Regions from separate parts of the Macaca mulatta genome. Here region 2 is linked to region 1. The links are chromatin contacts, called in public Hi-C maps. All regions are on one chromosome and are shown on one strand. The core of a region is the stretch at or near the end of the contact, and the rest is flanking DNA. Distances in the headings are between cores, read along the strand shown.

Evidence for each region. A called contact is a pair of places that touch in the nucleus more often than the background predicts.
Region 2: a contact with region 1 is called in a Hi-C map of cortical neurons, with 6 times the contacts expected there. The contact joins the promoter of PXMP4 here to the promoter of NECAB3 in region 1. A contact is called at or near these places in 6 of 14 Hi-C or Micro-C datasets (CD4 T cells, blood, cortical neurons and 3 more).

Annotation. Positions count from the first base shown.
Region 1 is chr10:86,444,107-86,448,270 of T2T-MMU8v2.0, reverse strand. It overlaps NECAB3 (N-terminal EF-hand calcium binding protein 3), which reads left to right and starts at 1,580. Exons shown (of 11, transcript XM_077951585.1): 1 at 1,580-1,790; 2 at 3,589-3,613. The coding sequence starts at 1,650. E2F1 (E2F transcription factor 1) reads left to right here. Exons shown (of 7, transcript XM_001103717.5): 7 at 1-328.
Region 2 is chr10:86,492,086-86,496,566 of T2T-MMU8v2.0, reverse strand. It overlaps PXMP4 (peroxisomal membrane protein 4), which reads left to right and starts at 2,278. Exons shown (of 4, transcript XM_077951587.1): 1 at 2,278-2,475. The coding sequence starts at 2,363.

The sequences.
Region 1 (4,164 bases), core at 331-2,830:
GGGAAAGTGAGGGAGGGAGACAGACTGACTGACAGCCATGGGTGGACGGATGGTGGGGTGGGGCCTCTCCAGGGGGCCAGTTCAGGGCTCCAGCTGCCCCCCAGGATGGATATGAGATGGGAGAGGTGAGTGGGGGACCTTCACTGATGTGGTGGGCAGGAGGGGTGGTGAAGGCCTCCCCCAGCCCAGACCCTGTGGTCCCTCCTGCGGTGTCTGAAGCGCCTGCCTCCCCACTGCTCTGCCCCACCCTCCAATCTGCACTTTGATTTGCTTCCTAACAGCTCTGTTCCCTCCTGCTTTGGTTTTAATAAATATTTTGATGACGTTTGGGTCGGGTTTTGGGACTCTGTTGGGAACAGTTCGGGGCGGGAGAGGCCAAGGTTGCTGGGGAAATGCCCATTCTCCGCTTCCCTTCTCTCCGTCCCTGCTCGATTTGATTTGAGTCTCAGAACTCGAAGAAAGGTCAGCTTCATCGCTATTTTGGTCCTAACTCAAAAGCCGATCCAGTAAAGGTTTTTGTGGAAAGCCAAGAATGCTACTCAGTGCTGCCCGAAGTGCAGCGTAATGAGTGGCCTCTCCTTTTCCCAGCCCCAGAGGCCACTGTGCTCAGTTTGCTGTCTTCCAGACGTTTCTGGACATTAGTAAACATGCAACAAATGACAGTGGACTGGTTCTGTGTCAGGTATTTAGCAGTTCTGGGGACACGAGTGTTACCTCCCTTCTTGGTGCTCTCAGGGTCTGAAGGAGATCTACTTAAATGAGAAAATCAGGAAGTGCTTGAGTTCAGCGCTGTAGAATAGGTAGGAGTTAACCAGAGGAAGAAAACAAGCGAACACGACGGGCAAAGGCCGTGGGCAGGAGGGAGAGGGATAGAGGACCGGAGAAAGTAGTGGCTGCGGTCCTGAGGTGAGGGTCAGAGTGGTGCTCCTGGAGCGGGGCGTTCAGTCTTAAGCTTTATTCGGGGGCCAAGGAGTCACTGGAGACCGAAGTGGTACCTCTTTCGCATCTTAAAAGCTCCCCCTGGCTGCTGTGTGGAGAACGGGTTGAAGGGAGGGCCAAAGCCACCGAGGGGAGGGGAAAGGGCCGCGCTGAGTGCCAGAGAGGGCGGGCGTCGGGATGCCTGGGAGTCGGCCACACGGACCTGTGGGCTTCCTCTGCGCCAGCCCCCGTTGTAAGCACTTGACACTGAATGAGTCCCAACAATCCCATAGGGTGTCTACCGGTACCATTTTTGCAAATGAGGATACAGACGCCCCGAAAGGTGAAGTCCTGGTGGGTTTTACCCACTCGTATCACCCTGACTCTTCGGCACTGGCTTGGTCACCCTGTCCCTCCGGGTGGGCGCGCAGCCCCTAGGTTCTGCTCCCGGCAGGCCGTCGCCGGACCGGAACCCTCGGGCACCTCCCCCTCCGCCGTGGCCGCGGAAGCGCGGAGGCCCGCGACGCTGGAGTTGGACCTTGAGGCGAGGGAACCCGGCGCTCAATCTCCAGACCCGGAACCCGGCGTCCGCGGGGGCGGGGCGGGGGCGGGGCCTGAGCCCGCGCGTCGGCGCCGGCGCCAAGGGGCGGCCCCCAGCCCCACAGAGTCCGCCGCGGCGTCCAGGGTCGGGAGCAACCGCAGCCGAGCCCCAGCGAGCGGGCGGCGTTGCCATGGCGTGCGTGGGGCTGCTCACCGTGTGCCTGCTCCGGCCGCCCGCGCCCCAGCCCCAGCCCCAGTCCCCGCCCCAGCCCCCGCGGCACCCGCAGCTCGCGCCAGACCCCGGGCCCGCCGGACACGCGCTCTTCCAGGACGTGAGTGGGCGCGGGCTGTGCTCGCGGTGTCTCCCCGCCCGAGTCTCTGTTAGTCTCACCCTCTGGGGTTGTTCGGGCCCCGCCGCTGTCTCTGGGTCTCTGCCTCTCTCTCTGGCCCTGCTGTCTGTTTTCTCTTGACCTCTCTGCCTTTGTGTCCCCTGTTCTGTCTCTCTGTCTCGTCTATGTCTCCGCTTGTCCCTGCTCCAGTGTCACTACCCCTGCTGCCCCCCACCCCTCAGCCCACCCTACTTGTGTGTCTGGTGTTGGGGGGGAGCTGTCGACAATCACAGCAGCCGTCACCCCACTCTGTAGCAGCCGCAGGCTGGGCTGACTGGGGAAGAGGAGCCTGGAAGCACAAGGGTCCCCTCACTTCTGACTCTAGTGCCGCCCCCAGAGTCCTTCAGGCCCCACTCCAGGGCAGCAGAGTCCTACAGTTGGTAAGGATTGCACAGAGTCACCCTCCCATGGGACCACGGGTGGCCCTGCAGCCCCCATGGGCACCAGCCACGGCCCTGAGCCCTTTCTCCACCTGTGCTACGCTCTGTCCTGGCCCCCTCATGCCCCAACTCCAGAGGGAGGCAAAGCTGTCTCCCGCCCCCTTCCCACTGCCCCTAGTGACTCAGCACCTTGACCACATCCCTGGCTGGAAGGGACCTGACCCTCCCTCTTCCCAGGTAGGAAAACCAAGGCCTGAGGGGATATGTCCCAGGTCAGTCATGGAGGCAGGGGAACAACAGGGTGACCCCAGGTGTCCCCATTCCCAGCTTAGCACCCCTCCCCGCTCCCAAGATCTCCATCTACCCCACCTGGGCCTCCCTGGCTTGCTGTGTGTCCCTCAGCCAGTGGCAGAGCTTCTCTGAGTTAGGCTAGAGGTTAGAGTCTTTCTGAGCCCTGCTGACGCTGAAAAAACAGGATCTTGGAGGGGGTTGGCGTTCAGGACCTGGAGTTCCTGGGGGCTCTCAGCCCAGGCTTGGCCCACCCCTGCTTGCCAGGCCTGCCAGTCTCCCCTTTGCTGGGCTGCTTTGGGTGACCTGGGAGCAGGTCACTAAGAGAGATGGGGACCTGTCTTGACTCTGCTCCTCTTTGCCTCTGTTGCTCTTCATCTTCACTTCATAAATGAAATCTGCTGACCTTGCCTTCTGCCACCCCCACTCCCCCTTGGACTTGTGTGTGTACACACACGCCTGCCAAAGGTCCTCACTGTCAGCCCCATAGGAAGCCCCAGCCCTGAAAGAGTTAACCCCAGCTGCTCCTGATCTATTTGCTAGTGGGTAACTCAGACACCTGCAGAGACAGAGTAGCCACTGCCTGCTGTCTTCAACAGCATGCAAGGAAACAACTCAGAGAGGGCAGCTGGGATAGACCATGGCCACACAGCAGAGCTCGGGGCTCAGGTCTAGGACGGCTGTGCAGGATTCCTGGGCCGCAAGCCGGCCCATTTCCTCAACCTTCCTCATGCTGGAACCGTGCCAGGGGCTGAGGTATTAGATAGAACTTGGGCTGCACTCTGGGTGTGGGAGGTGGGGACGCAGGGAACTGGCCAGGAGCACCCCCAACGAGGCCAGGCCCTGCAGGAGAAGTGAGTGGAGGTGGCACCCGCTGCGTGCTCTTCCTGCGCCCTGCTTGCCGGAAAAGCTCCTGCAGGGCTGAGCTGGGCAGGGGGTTTGGGACCAGGCTGGGCAGGAGGAAAGGCAAGGCAGGGGGTAGGCCAGCCAGCTGGGACCCTGTCGGGTTGAGTGGGGGCCTCTGGCTTCCTGGGTAGCACTCACAGTTCCCCCCATGTCCCTTTGTCCTCTAGGTTTTCCGCAGAGCAGACAAGAATGGTGAGTGTGGCTTCCCCTGGGTCCCACAGTGGGGCAGGGTGGGAAGCATCCAGAAGGCCCAGGGAGACTTGGAAGGTTGGGTGGGAAGTCAAGAGTCGAGACAAATCTTGGAGGCCCAAAACAGGAGAATCAATCAAGGCGTCCTTCCCAGAGGAGGTGCTGTTCTCAGCCAAGTTTGGCAGGATGGAGAGTGGCGGGAATGTGGTTTGGCCAGGGGCTAGAGGTAGGGGCTGACTTTCACACAGCACCCTGGCACGGTGATGGGCACTTCCTTTTCATGGCCTCCTGTTGTCCTCACAACCACCAGCTAGATTGGAATTCACCCTGTTTCATAAAGGAGCAGAGGCCTAGAGAGGTGAAGCAGGTTGCCTAAGGTCACACAGCCTTTAATTGATAGGCTTGAACTTGGGTCTTTGCAGTGTTTAGTCCCAGGCTCCTTGTGTGAGGCACTTGGAAGAGTGAGGTAATGGAGGTGAGACCTTTTTGGAGATTTTACTCAGGTTTTTAGAGGGCTCAGTAACTTGTCACGTGACCAACCATCTGGACCAGGG
Region 2 (4,481 bases), core at 1,029-3,528, 48 kb before region 1:
CAAGAGATCCACCCACCTTGGCTTCCCAAAGTGCTGGGATTACAGGCGTGAGCTACCTACTGCACCTGGCAGAGCTTCAGCATTTTGTTTTGTTTTTGTTTTGTTTTTTGTGTGTGTGTTGTTGTTTGTTTTTTAATTTTTTAGAGACGGGGGTTTCACCATGTGGGCCAGGGTGGTCTTGAACTCCTGGCCTCAAGTGATCCGCCCGCTTTGGCCTCCCAAAGTGCTGGGATTACAGGCATGAGCCAGTGCGCCCAGTCATGGAACTTCAGTATTTTTAAGAGAATATTTTAATATATTGTCTAACATAGTCATTATCTTCAGAGGAAGGATTAACTGAATAAAGTAGCCTACCATTACAAAAGAAAAATCCCAGAAAACCCAGTTTCAGTGACAAAATAGGCCCAGCACAACTCCCTCCTTTATTGACCTCTGAAATTGTCCCCTGACACCGAGGCAATAATATCACTGGCAAATACCATATGGCCCAAGTCCCAGGGGACACCCTCACAAGTCACAGCCACCACTCAATGTGTAGCTGTTATTCAGTGACAACTCCACACAGTGAGTGACATCATATGTTAATGTCACCCATCAATGCTCTGGGAGATGACAACCCAAAACTATGTGTTGCTTCAACAAGCAAGTGTTGAGTACCCACCATGTGCCCAGTGCTGGGGTTATAGCAGAAATTGAGACATTATTCCTTCATAGAATTTACAGTTTGGTAAGGGCAATGGACAATGAACACGTAGTAAACAAGTAAGTCCAAAGTGTCAAAAGTTTTGTGAAAGAAAAAAAACACATAAGAACCAGGGTTGCCGGGCACAGTGGCTCATGTCTGTAACTCCAGCACTTTGGGAGGCTGAGGCGGGTGGATCACAAAGTCGGGAGTTTGAGACTAGCCTGGCCAATATGGTGAAACCCCATCTTTACTAAAAATACAAAAATTAGCCAGGCATGTTGGTGTGCGCCTGTAGTCCCAGCTCCTCGGGAGGCTGAAGCAGAAGAATCCCTCGAACCTGGGAGGCAGGAGTTGCAATGAGCTGAGATCACACTACTGCACTCCAACCTGAGCGATAGATTGAGTCTCAAAAAAAAAAAAAAAAAAAAAAAAAAAAAGAGCCAGGGTAATGAGTCAGAGTGAACAATGCTACTTCAAATTGGATGTCTCAGAAAGTCTCTCTGATGAGGTGGCATTTGAGCTGAAACCTGAAGGATGAGAAGAAGCTCATCATGGGGAGAGCCCAGGATGGCGAATACCAGGCGGGGAAACAGCCAGTGCAAAGGCTCTGAGGTAGAAGGGTTCTTGGCCCAAGGAACAGAAGGGAGGCCATTTGGCTGCGGAGCAGTGAGGTGGCAAGTGCTGGAACGTGGGGTCATAGGGAGAGGCAGGGACCAGATCACAGGACGTCTTCTCTCCTGGGCCTTGGGGAGGAGTTTGGATTCTAAGAATAAGTGGAAGCCGGCTGGGCTCACGCCTGTAATCCCAGCACTTTGGAAGGCCAAGGCAGGTGGATCACCTGAGGTCAGGAGTTCGAGACTAGCCTGGCCAACATGGTGAAACCCCATCTCTACTAAAAATACAAAAATTAGCTGGACATGGTGGCGGGCACCTGTAATCTACTAAAAATACAAAAAATTAGCCGAGCATGGTGGTGGGTGCCTGTAGTCCCACCTACTCAGGAGGCTGAGGCAGGAGAATTGCTTGAACCCTGGGGGAGGGAGGATGCAGTGAGCCCAGATGGCGCCACTGCACTCCAGCCTGGGTGACAGAGCAAGGCTGTATCTCAAAACATACATACGTACATTGAAGCCATTGAGGGGCCATGTGACTGACACTCTGAGAAGATCGCTATGGTAAAGGATACCCCAGTCGGATGGGGACCTGCTCCTCCCTGTATCATCACCTGTCGCCCATCTCAGCTCTAAGCAGGGCGACTCCTCCTTCTGGAGCCCTCCTTCCAAGTACACGCCTCCTTCCAAACCCACTAGTGAACCGAACATAGCCCAAGGGAAAATGCCTTCTGATTGGACAAATCGTGTGTGTGTGTGTGTGTGTGTGTGTGTGTGTGTGTGTGTGTGTGTGTGTGTGTGTGTGTGTGTCCTTGGGCGGACCCCACTGTGATTGGTTACAGGCTTTCCTTTCTCTTCCAGTCAGACAACTATCTCGATGAGTGCTATTGCCCCATGACACAAGTACGCTCTCTGATTGGCCTTCCATGCATGAGTGACGGCAGAAACAGCTTATAGACGCCACGACTTGGCGGCGCTACCGAGGGGCTGTGGGCGCTGCAGCTGGACCCTCGGGCTGTCAGTGCGCTTCCAGCTCCGCACCCCGAGCCGGTGCGCCGCCCGCACTATGGCAGCCCCGCCGCAGCTGCGGGCTCTGCTCGTAGCCGTCAACGCACTGCTGCGCAAGCGCCGCTACCACGCTGCGTTGGCCGTGCTTAAGGGCTTCCGGAACGGGGCTGTGTGAGTGGGGCCATCGGGCCGGGCTGGGGCTGAGGGATGTCCTGGCTGGGGTCGGAGGCGCGAGTTCAAAGTCCGACGCCGCAGTGCTGTGTGCCCTGGAGCAGTCCTCTTTTGTCTCTAAGTCTCGGAGGTCACTATCTATGCAATGGGAGCTGGATTTTGGGTTTCGCGCCTTCCCAGCCCTGAACTGGGTTTCCCACTGCACATTTTCTGGGTCTTCCAACCTTTGCAGCCTGGCCCTCTTGCTTTGACCTCCTCCCATGCCAGCTCCTGTATCCCCTTATTTGGGTTCAGTTCACCTCGCCTCGCGGTGTGCCTTTGGGCCTGACTGGCCTCAACGGCCCTATTTGCACAATGGGGAACTAGGCTCTGGCCTCTAGCTGGCAGGCAGAAGTCTCCTGTTTATACTGTCCCCATGAAGCTGCCCATGGACTTGCATCCTGCTTCTCACTCCTCACCTGTGGGACTCCAGCGCCAAGTCCCATTTGGCTAAGGGGGCTCCTGGGACTGACAATGAATGTAAAAGAAGCTGCAACTATCCTGGCATTTTACCTGCAAGAGAGGAGGTCTTGGGGTCATTGCCCTGGCTGGTGCCTAGAGGGGAGCTCAGCCTCCTTTAAACCTAGTGCATAACAGCCACCATTTATTTTTATTTTTATTTTTAAATTTTATTTATTTATTTTTTGAGACAGAGTTTCGCTCTGTCGCCCAGGCTGGAGTGCAGTCGCACAATCTCGGCTCACTGCAAACTCTGCCTCCTGGGTTCACACCATTCTCCTGCCTCAGCTTCCGGAGTAGCTGGGACTACAGGCGCCTGTCCCCACGCCGGGCTAATTTTTTGTATTTTTTAGTAGAGACGGTGTTTCACCGTGTTAGCTGGGATGGTCTCTATCTCCTAACCTCGTGATCCGCCCACCTCGGCCTCCCAAAGTGCTGGGATTATAGGCGTGAGCCACCGCGCCCGGCCGCCACCATTTATTGAGGTCCTATAGTGCCAGAACCAGGGACAAATTAGAGAACAAGCCAGAGAAAGTGGTTTGTGCCCCCCGGAATTGGCATCCTAGTGGCAACGTGGGATGGTGGGGAGGATATGGATGCCTTGGCTTGAACCCTGGTCCCACCTGCTCTGTGATCTGGAGGAAGTCATTTAGCCTCTCTAAGCCTCAATTTCTGTAAAATGGGCATGGTACTAGTACTTATACTATCAAGATTGAGTCAATATGTGTGAAATGCTTAGCACAGGCTGGCCACGGTGGCTCACACCTGTAATCCTAGCACTTTGGGAGGCCGAGGCAGGCGGATTATCTGAGATCAGGAGTTCGAGACCAGCCTGGCCAACATGGCAAAACCCCATCTCTACCAAAAATTAGCTGGGTGTAGTAGCATGTGCCTGTAGTCCCAGCTACATGGGAGGCTGAGGGGCAGGAGAACTGTTTGAACCCAGGAGGTGGAGGTTGCAGTGAGCCGAGATTGGGCCACTCTACTCCAGCCTGGGAGACAGAGTGAAACTCCGTCTCAAAAGAAAAAAAAAAAAGAAAGTAAGTTTCATGAGGCCATAACTTATCTATTTTGTTCCTTGGTGTATTACTAGCACCTGGTATTTAGTAGTTTCTCAAATATTTATTGAATGAATGAATAAGTGTGCAAGATCAGAATTGCCATTGTCCCCATTTTCCAGATGAAAAGGCTATAGCTCAGAGGTAGACCCATTGCTCATGGCCACAGCACTTGGTCAGGGTTGGAGCCAGGATTCAAACCCAAGGATGCCTGGCCCCAGTGCCAGGCTCTTGGCTCCCATGGACACTCAAGAGTCAGGTAGAACTGGTTCCCACTGGTTCTGGCCAGATTATGTCAGCTATTGCTTGATCATCAGTGACCCTTTTGCCAAGTTTTTTTCTTTTTTGAGACGGAGTCTTGCTCTGTTGCCCAGGCTGGAGTGCAGTGGCATGATCTCGGCTCACTGCAAGCTCCATCTCTTGGGTTCAAGCCATTCTCCTGCCTCAGCC